2 separate regions of the Mus musculus genome follow, and region 1 is linked to region 2. Evidence: chromatin contacts called from public Hi-C data. All regions are on one chromosome and are shown on one strand. Each heading gives the region's core, a stretch centred on a gene start, on an enhancer-like site or on the middle of the called end of the contact. The rest is flanking DNA. Distances are from core to core; before and after follow the strand shown. Region 1 holds the start of Ppfia4 (protein tyrosine phosphatase, receptor type, f polypeptide (PTPRF), interacting protein (liprin), alpha 4). Region 2 holds the start of Adora1 (adenosine A1 receptor).

Region 1 (3,997 bases), core at 790-3,289, 110 kb after region 2:
ACTGCTCGGCCAGTATAGCCCACCATGTTCTTAGAACAAATCCTTTACCAACTTAACATAGTACAGCTCTTGGAGGCCCACGGAGAGCATTTCAGCCGTAACAAAGCCTCAGTTAACTTCCCTGCACCTTAAAACCCCGTTGGCACCCAGTCCCCTGGCCCTCCTGAGCTTCACCCCTGCCTCATCAGCAGCACAGTCCAACTAATCACCCTCTCCCCAGCTCTTGCTCTGCTATCCTCAGAGGCTCAGAAAGGACCCACAGCAAATCCTCCTCACTCTTTCCAATTCTAAGGTTTCAGTCATCACTCAGAGAGGACCCACGAGCCTGACTGCCGGCCCTACTCCGTTCCTCCAATCCTTCCTTCACAGGCCAGCTGCTGGGACAGAGCTCATATACTGACATCATATACATGCTCAACATGACATGCCCAACGGCACAGGCCCAAAGCATCCGATGAAAACTCCCCTCACACCACGCTCCTGCAGCCACTCATTTCTGGAGAGGGTGTCTTCACTGCACAGTGTCTAGGGCCCCCAAAGCCCCCCAACCCAATGTGCTATCCCTCGTCTCATTACTTTGGGACATCATTTATCTTGAGAAGCCTCCTCAAATCTTAGCCCCAAATCTAAGAAAATAGCCAATATAAACCATTCAAGCTGTCATTTTTACTAAAGACTATCTGGCCAGTTAACAGAGGTGTGGATTCTGTGGGTTAAGATCCGGTTGGCTTTTTTGTTTTGTTTTGTTTCTGCCATTCCACTAACAGGATAACTAAAATGTATATAGGGGAATGTGTGCCTATTTCGGGTACCATCTACCTGCTCCATGGCCTTTAACAGCTTTTGGATAGGCAAGTATCTATCTCTCTAGTATGGTGTCTGGCATGTAGTAGGTGCCCAATAAATGTTTACTCAATATTGAATAAAGTACTAAGAGCCAATTCCAACAAGTCTGGAAAGGACTGCAGGGAGTCCCTGAAACCTGGCTCCTGGAACAGCCTTCTTAAGCTCACACCAGGAGGGACTCATCAGGCTAAGCACAGCCCCCTTAACCACTTGCTCTCCACGAACAAGTACTGAGGAGCTGCCTCAACTCTCCTCCTCTCCAACACATCTCTCCTCAAAGGTGACATCAGCACCTAGTGGCACTTAGTGCTAGATCCCTCCTCCTTCTCAGAGAAACCACCTACAACATATTTCCAAGTCCTCCAGGCCAACCTCCCTTCCTACCAATCATAAAACCCTCAACACCCGTGCTGGGAAATACCCCTACTGTGTTCACTAATCAACCCTATCATTCCCACCCCCACCCCAGTTCAGTAATCTCTATTACGAACCTCTTTTCCTGTTGCGCCCACCCTCATCCCCACCCCCAACCAGGCCCTCGGCTGGCCATTCCTTCCACCCCACCGCCCCAGCACTGCGGAGATGGGGGCATCTCTGGTACAGCCTGACAGTTGAAGGAATGCAGAGCTGGCGATAGTAACCAAGGGCGAAAAGAGGCATGCGGGAAGGAGGAAGACCCCCGGGAAGATCGAAGACTTCAGCCTCTCACCAGCGCTCGCCCAAAGAAGCAGAGTTGGCCCCCAAGCCCAGAGGCGCTTTTGCTCTGACTCTCCTGGAGAGGATGAGGGGGCGCAGTCCACCCGGCTGCCCCCTCCCAGAGAGAGGATGGAGCTGAGGGCGAACTCCACGCCCTCCCTGCAAAACGGGCATCGACCCCCATCCTCATCCCCAAGGGCACAGGGCACAGCAAAGGCGAGGGGCAACGAATTCCGCGCCCCGCAGAGATACATCCAGACCAGAAGAGGCTGTTTCCCAAGGCGCACTAACAGAGACTCCTCCTCAAACTGTTCAGGGGAGCTGGAGCTGGGAAAAGGGGTATCCTTCCCCGCGGAGTGGCTGTGGGTGCTCACCTGCGTGGAATCGCCGAAGGCCCAGCGGTAGCAGGGCGCCGCCCCCGACCTCGGCAGCGCGAGGCGTCCTAGAGGCAAGCCTGCAAAGGTAGCTGCAGCCTCCACCGCCCAGTACCGTGGCCTCAAGGACCCGCCCCCTTCCTCCGCGGATACCCTGGCCCCACCCCTAAGGGCGGGGCCTGGCCATATCCCCCGAGGCCACGCCCCCACGCCCGGGCGCTCCCCAGCCCTGGTTCGCACGTGACAAGGGCGCTGCTTTGATGCTGTGCGCCATCTTGGTCGAGCCTGAGAGGGCAGGGCAAGCATTTAATCTGGTAGATGTTCTGGCCCTAAAACTTGGAATGCAGAGCACATCCCTCTTTTCCTCTGTTGAACTCACCTTCCTAAGTCTAGTCTGTTCCCTAAATGGCCAGTCGTCTGTCGCCCTTCACACCTGTTCTCGCTCACATATTTTTAAGTGGAGAAACTGGAAACCCAGATACTCTTGTATTGTAGTATGTGCCTCAGTGAATTGTGACTTGCTTTTGGGCATGTGACTGCCCTAACGCTGTTACTACAAAATGAAGTGTTTGTCTGATACATACATCCTATGAAAACATGCTCAAATGCCAAAATTCTGACAAATTTTAGCTAAACCGATTTTCCTGAATTGTTCCCTTTCCCTGCCCCCGTGGCTATTAATGTATCTTTTCCATCTGGTTTGTGAAATTTCATTTCAGTGCCTACTCAAATCCTTCACAGATACCCCATAAGCACTGTTATGAGTGTGAAGAACTGTTTTGGGTTTGGTTTTTTTTTTTTTTTTTTTTTTTTCTCCCTTTTTAGGTTTTTAAGACAGGGTTTTTCTGTGCAGCCCTGGCTGTTCCGGAACTATGTAGACCAGGCTGGCCTCCATCTCCTAGATTCACCTGCTTCTGCAGGCTGCCTGTGCTGCCACCACCCAGCAGCAGTGAACTGTTCTATATACAATGTGCACATAGGCAGTTACAGATATATACACATCTTGCAACAGTGTCCTATAAAGGCTGAAGCTGAGGTCAGTTAACATAGCCTTTCATTCCCTCTCTCCCAATATATCCAATTTTCCTTTCATCTTTAGAAAATGGCAAGGAAATTAATTCTGATAGGGGTTGAGAGGAGCTGAATCTGTTATTTGTCTGACACTCTGAACAAGAATATATACATCAAGAAGTGAAAAACATTAGTCAGTTTTTAAACCCAGAGCCTACCAAGTTTCAGTCGTTCTCTAGGTGGACTAGTTTTTACAAAAAGGCAATCCTTGACTCTTCACACCCTTCCATTAACAAAACATGAATAATGCCAGAAAAGGCAACTCAGCCAATGCTGAGGAGACTGCAGCCATGGTAACCATGAAGAACCATTTTACCAAGTGTTGGCAATGTGCTAAGACCACAGCAGAGGCAGCAGGAACTTCAAAGGGAGGCTATAGCATCTATCATCATACCATGGAGTTTGACATAAAAACTCACAAGTTGAGCCAGAAAACAATTAAGCCACATTTATTTCACCCACTCAGGGTAAACCTAAATGGGAGACACACAATCCACAAGGACAACTTCCCCTGCTCCATGGCATCTTTTGTTCAGGGAACTCCAGACTCTGTGCTTCTTTTCTTCTGCCTCTAGGCAGCTTCTGACTGCAGAGATCTGTGGAGGCTTACTGTCCTAGGGTTTTTGTTTGCTTTGTTAATTAAGTACCCAAATTCTGGTGGTTCTTTTTATTGACCCAGGCTCACTATCTGTTCAACCAGTGACAGCATGCCCCTCAGTGTGGGTACGGCTGCTGTCAGCAGCAGCATTAAACAGATGCTTAAGAATGGTCTTTAAATAGCATGGGGTGGGGAAAGATAAAAACCAACATACTCATTTAGCAATTTAGCTCACAAAAGTATCCACCCCACAATATTTTTATGTTTAAAGAACATTTTCTGTCTTTGTCCTGTCTGGTGACTCACCCAACAACTCCAGGCAGCTAAAGTAAGAGGATTAAGTGCAAGGCCAGCCTGGGCTACACAGCAAGACCCTGTCTCCAAAGGACTATTTTTGTGGGGCAGGGAGGCT
Region 2 (4,469 bases), core at 1,440-3,939:
CATGGGGGGGGGGGGGGAGTTCCAGGCTCAGGAATCAGAGGGAGGACATGGTTGGATAACGCTCTCCACACCTGACTCCAGGGAGATCCCTTGAGCCTGCTTCCTCTCTTCCAGTTCCTGCCCCGCCTCCCACACTGGACACAGGGAGCGAGGGAGCGTGTGACACGAAAAGAGGCTGGGAAAAGTGAAACGTGCTTAAACGTGACCAAAGGGAGGACTACCGGTGCCCAGGCCTGCCCAGGCACACTGCCAAGGGAGGCCAGAGGCCCCAGGTTCCAGATAGGGGAAGGAGGAAGCTGCATAAAACAGCAGGTGCTGAAGATGGCTAAAGCTCACCCTTAGAGAACCTACTGGTGACAAGAATTCAAAGAAGGGGGAAACACACTCAAAAGAGTGTCCCAGCAGAGCCAGTTCCTGGCAGGGTGCCCAGGCACTTGCTGGCATTTGGTGACCCAGGCAGTGCCTGGTGCCAAGATTATGGCTTGGTAGGCCTGGGCAGGGATCCTCAAGGGAGATGGACCCCCCACTATGAGGGGTGTCACCATTAGGCTTCCCACCCTGAGCTGCCTAGAAACAGCAAAAGCATCTCCGCAGGCAACAGCCAGAACAGGAAGGGCAACACCAGCCTGCTCCCTGCCTCAGGGGAGGCTGGGCAGAGGCAACTAGCCCTCTGGGCTCAGCAGGACAGCGCGGAGGGTGGAGTTGGCTGGTACAGAAACATTTGCCGAACAAGTGAGCTAAACAGTGCCTTCTGGAAGCCAGCTTGGTCTGGTCCGAGAAGCAGCAGCACCCTGGGTCCTGGTGTGCCACCCTCTGCATGTCCTCATCTCTCTCCTGAAGCTTTTCTCTCCTCCTTTCCCAGTCCGGTGGAACCCAGATCATTCACAAGCCTATACTGGCTGTCCCTTGTCTTGCCAGCCCTTCCAAATGTTCCAGTCCCACTCCAGGCCCGACCTCACCTGCTCCCTCAGACTCTCTGGTTGCAGAGGCTCCAGGTCCCTGCACTGAGGTCATGGGCACTGTCAGGATGGTAATTCTCTGACACCCAGCCCCTCCTGTTTCTCTCACTGCAGCTCTGCTGAACATCCCCATACAGAGCCCAGGAAGGCACTTTGGGCTGGGATCCAAATGCCCGGAGAATACCTGGCTGACTAGGAGGCTTATGTGTGCTGACTTTCATCTTCTCTTGCTCATCCCCAAGCCCCACACAGGGTTGCACAGAGTACCTTGGGCTGCTATGAACTCACCGGAGAGGGATCTTGACTCGGAGGTACCGATCCACAGCAATAGCAAGCAGAGCCAGGATGGAGCTCTGGGTGAGGATGAGGACAGGACAGGCCACCATGAGGCAGGTGTGGAAGTAGGTCTGTGGCCCAATGTTGATAAGGATGGCCAGTGGGATGACCAGGGCGCCAACAGCCACATCAGCTACCGCCAGGGATACGATGAAGCAGAAGGTAGCATCGCGAAGTGCCTGGTTCACCTTCACAGCCCAAATCACCAGTACATTTCCGGGCACAGAGACCAAGGCAATGAGCACCTCGATGCCAATGTAGGCAGCCTGGAAGGCCGAGATGTACGGCGGCATGGTGGGCAGGAGCTGGGCACATCAGCAGACAGGCGCCCTGGGGCGCGAGGCCAGCACCTGTGGTCAGGAAGCCTGCGGTGGGGATGCCAGCCTGGGAAGGAGGGGGACATAGGCAGCCCTGCGAAGATGTGCCCCAGTAAAGTGATGCAGTGCCTGCCCAAGCTGGCCAGACACTCAGGCTCACTATCTGCTTAACCTCTGTCCCCTCCCCTTGTCCTTAGAGGTTCCATTCAGCAACTTAAAATAGCAGCACTCACTCCACCACTGGTTTTTGTATCAGGTGTGAGGTGGCTCCCTGTACACTTACTCCACAAGGATCCCCTGTGAATCCACAGTGCCCACAGGTGTCCGCCGACCCGGAGGCAAGGAGCTCACCATCCTGCCTGCCAACCGGTAGGGGGTCCCAAAGGCGTTGCCCTAAGTTCCCCGGGCGGCTTTCCGGAGCCGCGCCGGGCAGGGTTGGGTTCTGGGCACCGCGCGCGCATCGGCTCATCGTTCTCCAGGCTCCCGCCGCTGCGCTCCCAGCCCGGCCTTTCAAGCAATCACATGGTGTGGCAGAGGCTCAGCCCCGGACGCCTTTAAAGAGGTAGTGCCCCTGTTTCGTACCTGGGACTGGATGGCAGGCGTGATTCTGAGGGACTAAGCCCAGGACCTGGCGGGTCCACCGGCTCCCATTCCCCGCGTGCGCGCACGCCTACCCTGTGCCCACCCACCTGGGACGCCGCTGGTGCCCGATTCTTAACAGAAGCCTGGTCCAGCTCCAGCTCTGCCCAGAATCCTTACCCATCGACTGCCCCAAGGGGGACACCCCAGTCATTTCATCCACCCCTTTCCTGCACACTCATGATGCACGAACTGAGCCACAGACTTACCCAAGGTCACACCAAAGCTGGCAGAGCGCCTGGCCACCTGAACTGTCTAGCCAAGTATCCCCAGACCTCAAAACCTTGGGCAGTCGCTCCCTCAGAGGATGCCAGGGGAACCCAGGGCTAGCCAGTTATGTCCAAGGGGTGGTAGCCAGCCGAGACTCCACTCTGGCGCCGGCGCCTTCGTCGCCCCCGGCGCGGGAGCTGAGTGACAATCGGGCTCCGCACACCGGGAGGGGGAGGGGGCGGGGGCGGGGGCGGCGGCGGCACCCGCGGGCCCCTCCCTCGTCGCCCTCCGTCTCCTCCCCTACCCCCTCCTCTAAACAAAGGAAGTGATTCAGTGTGAGAAAAGCTGGGAAAACGTGAGCGTCTCGAATGGTGTGATGTATGGATCCGGCCTCGGGACAGGGACAGTACCGAGGTGCCGATTCCCGTGTTCCCTCTTTCCCTTACTCCCTCCCTCCCTTCTCAATGCAGCAGGCGGACAGCCCAAGCCCTAATCACCTGCGGGACTCAAGAGGGCCCCTCTCTGGTCTCCCACCGCCACCAACCATTGGCATCTGGGCGCCTCCCCTAATCTTAAAACCTACTCTCTTCAGGAAAGCAGTCCCAGCACTGTCAGGAGCGCACAGGCTTCCCGCACACACGTTACTTTGCAGGCAGTCTCCTGAGTCATAGCCCTTTCTCATCCATCGCTCAGAGTGCTTTTCAGGCTCTTCGTAATTTCCATTTTGCAGATGAGGATGCTGAGGCTCAGAGAAATGACCCCCACTGTCAGTGTTACACTACTATGCTCCTTCCCCTCCCCCTCCTCCTCCTTCTCCTTCTCCTTTCTGCCCCAGCACCTAAGACTACACAGTATCTAGTCCAATCCCTTGTGCTCCAGAAAAAGATTCAGGCTGGGAAATGAAAGGAACTTGCCAAAGACTAACACACTGAAGCACCAGCACAGTGCCCTTCCCACAGTGCCCTCCCCACCTCGCCCTCCCCCACAGTGTCCCTGGCCCTCACTTCATCACTGGCTCACGCACAGCCCCAAGCCTTCCCTCTCAGTGCCTTATAGAGAGATCCCACCCTGAGAAATCCTGTTTGTTGGTCAAGGGTCTGCACTGTACAGTAGCTGGGTGAGTCAGGCTAGGGGAAACCCTACAACCTGCTGCCCCCTTGCTGGATCCCAGCTGAGGAGAAGGGCTCTGCCCACAGGAGGGAGAGCAACTTCTGCTGGGGTGTGCTGCAGGAGCACAGGAAGGAGCAGTTTCCTCTGGAACCTGGGTGGCTGGGAGGAAGGGTGGGAGCTATTCGGTTTTCTCCAGAGAAAGAAGCCCAATGAGGGGAGGACACTTCCAGGAGACCCAGGGCTTCACTTCCACTTCCACCCTCAGACAACAGGGGACTGTGAGTTTGATGACAAAAGATCAGCTCATCCATGACAGGCATCCTTCCTGCCTACCTCCCATTCCTCCCTACTCCTAAGAGCAAGCTGCCATCCTGCCCCTGCCCATACCATGCGACATGAGGCTGAGATCTGCATGGCATCTGTGCCTCTTGGCTCTTTCTTTCCTTGACTCAGGGCCTTTAAGGCATAAAGCCTTTCACATAATTAATTTTAATTTTTTAAGACAAAGACTTGCTATGTAGCTCAGGTTGGCCTCGAACTCAGTCATTTTAGCTGTCTCATTCCAATACTGGAATGATAGACACAATCCAGCACGGTGTTAGGCAAAGTGAGTTTTTCGTTGGTTGGTTGGTTGGTTGGTTGGCTTGGTGCTGAGGAATGGAACTCAGGACTCTTGTGTGCTAGCCTTGCATTCTGCAGCTGAATTATATCTGTGATCCTCTTTTAAGTCTTGATTTGCTTCTTGTCAGCCCTATGGCAAGTTCACCATGGGGCCAGCCAGTGGCCTCAGGGAGAGGAGGACACTGTGGGAGGACCAAGGCTGAGCAGGAAGACCCAAGGGACTGGATGGACCCTGTGCCAAACGTGATTGCTGTTTTTCACACATGCCCCGACCCCT

The links. Hi-C and Micro-C count contacts between places; a contact is called where the count stands out from the background.
Region 1: a contact with region 2 is called in a Hi-C map of cortical neurons, with 3 times the contacts expected there. The contact joins the promoter of Ppfia4 here to the promoter of Adora1 in region 2. A contact is called at or near these places in 24 of 39 promoter capture datasets (the 3T3-L1 cell line, 3T3-L1-derived adipocytes, the C10 cell line and 16 more), 2 of 15 datasets of contacts at CTCF or cohesin (embryonic stem cells and hippocampal excitatory neurons), 45 of 484 Hi-C or Micro-C datasets (the AML12 cell line, B cells, the Ba/F3 cell line and 27 more), 6 of 115 datasets of contacts at active chromatin or transcription factors (astrocytes, embryonic forebrain, extraembryonic endoderm stem cells and 3 more) and 2 of 9 other capture datasets (adipose tissue and macrophages).

Annotation. Positions count from the first base shown.
Region 1 is chr1:134,342,677-134,346,673 of GRCm38.p6, forward strand. It overlaps Ppfia4 (protein tyrosine phosphatase, receptor type, f polypeptide (PTPRF), interacting protein (liprin), alpha 4), which reads right to left and starts at 2,040. Exons shown (of 29, transcript NM_001374777.1): 1 at 1,917-2,040. It overlaps Tmem183a (transmembrane protein 183A), which reads right to left. Exons shown (of 8, transcript NM_020588.2): 8 at 3,421-3,997.
Region 2 is chr1:134,232,768-134,237,236 of GRCm38.p6, forward strand. Adora1 (adenosine A1 receptor) reads right to left here and starts at 2,690. Exons shown (of 2, transcript NM_001008533.3): 1 at 1,248-2,690. The coding sequence starts at 1,588.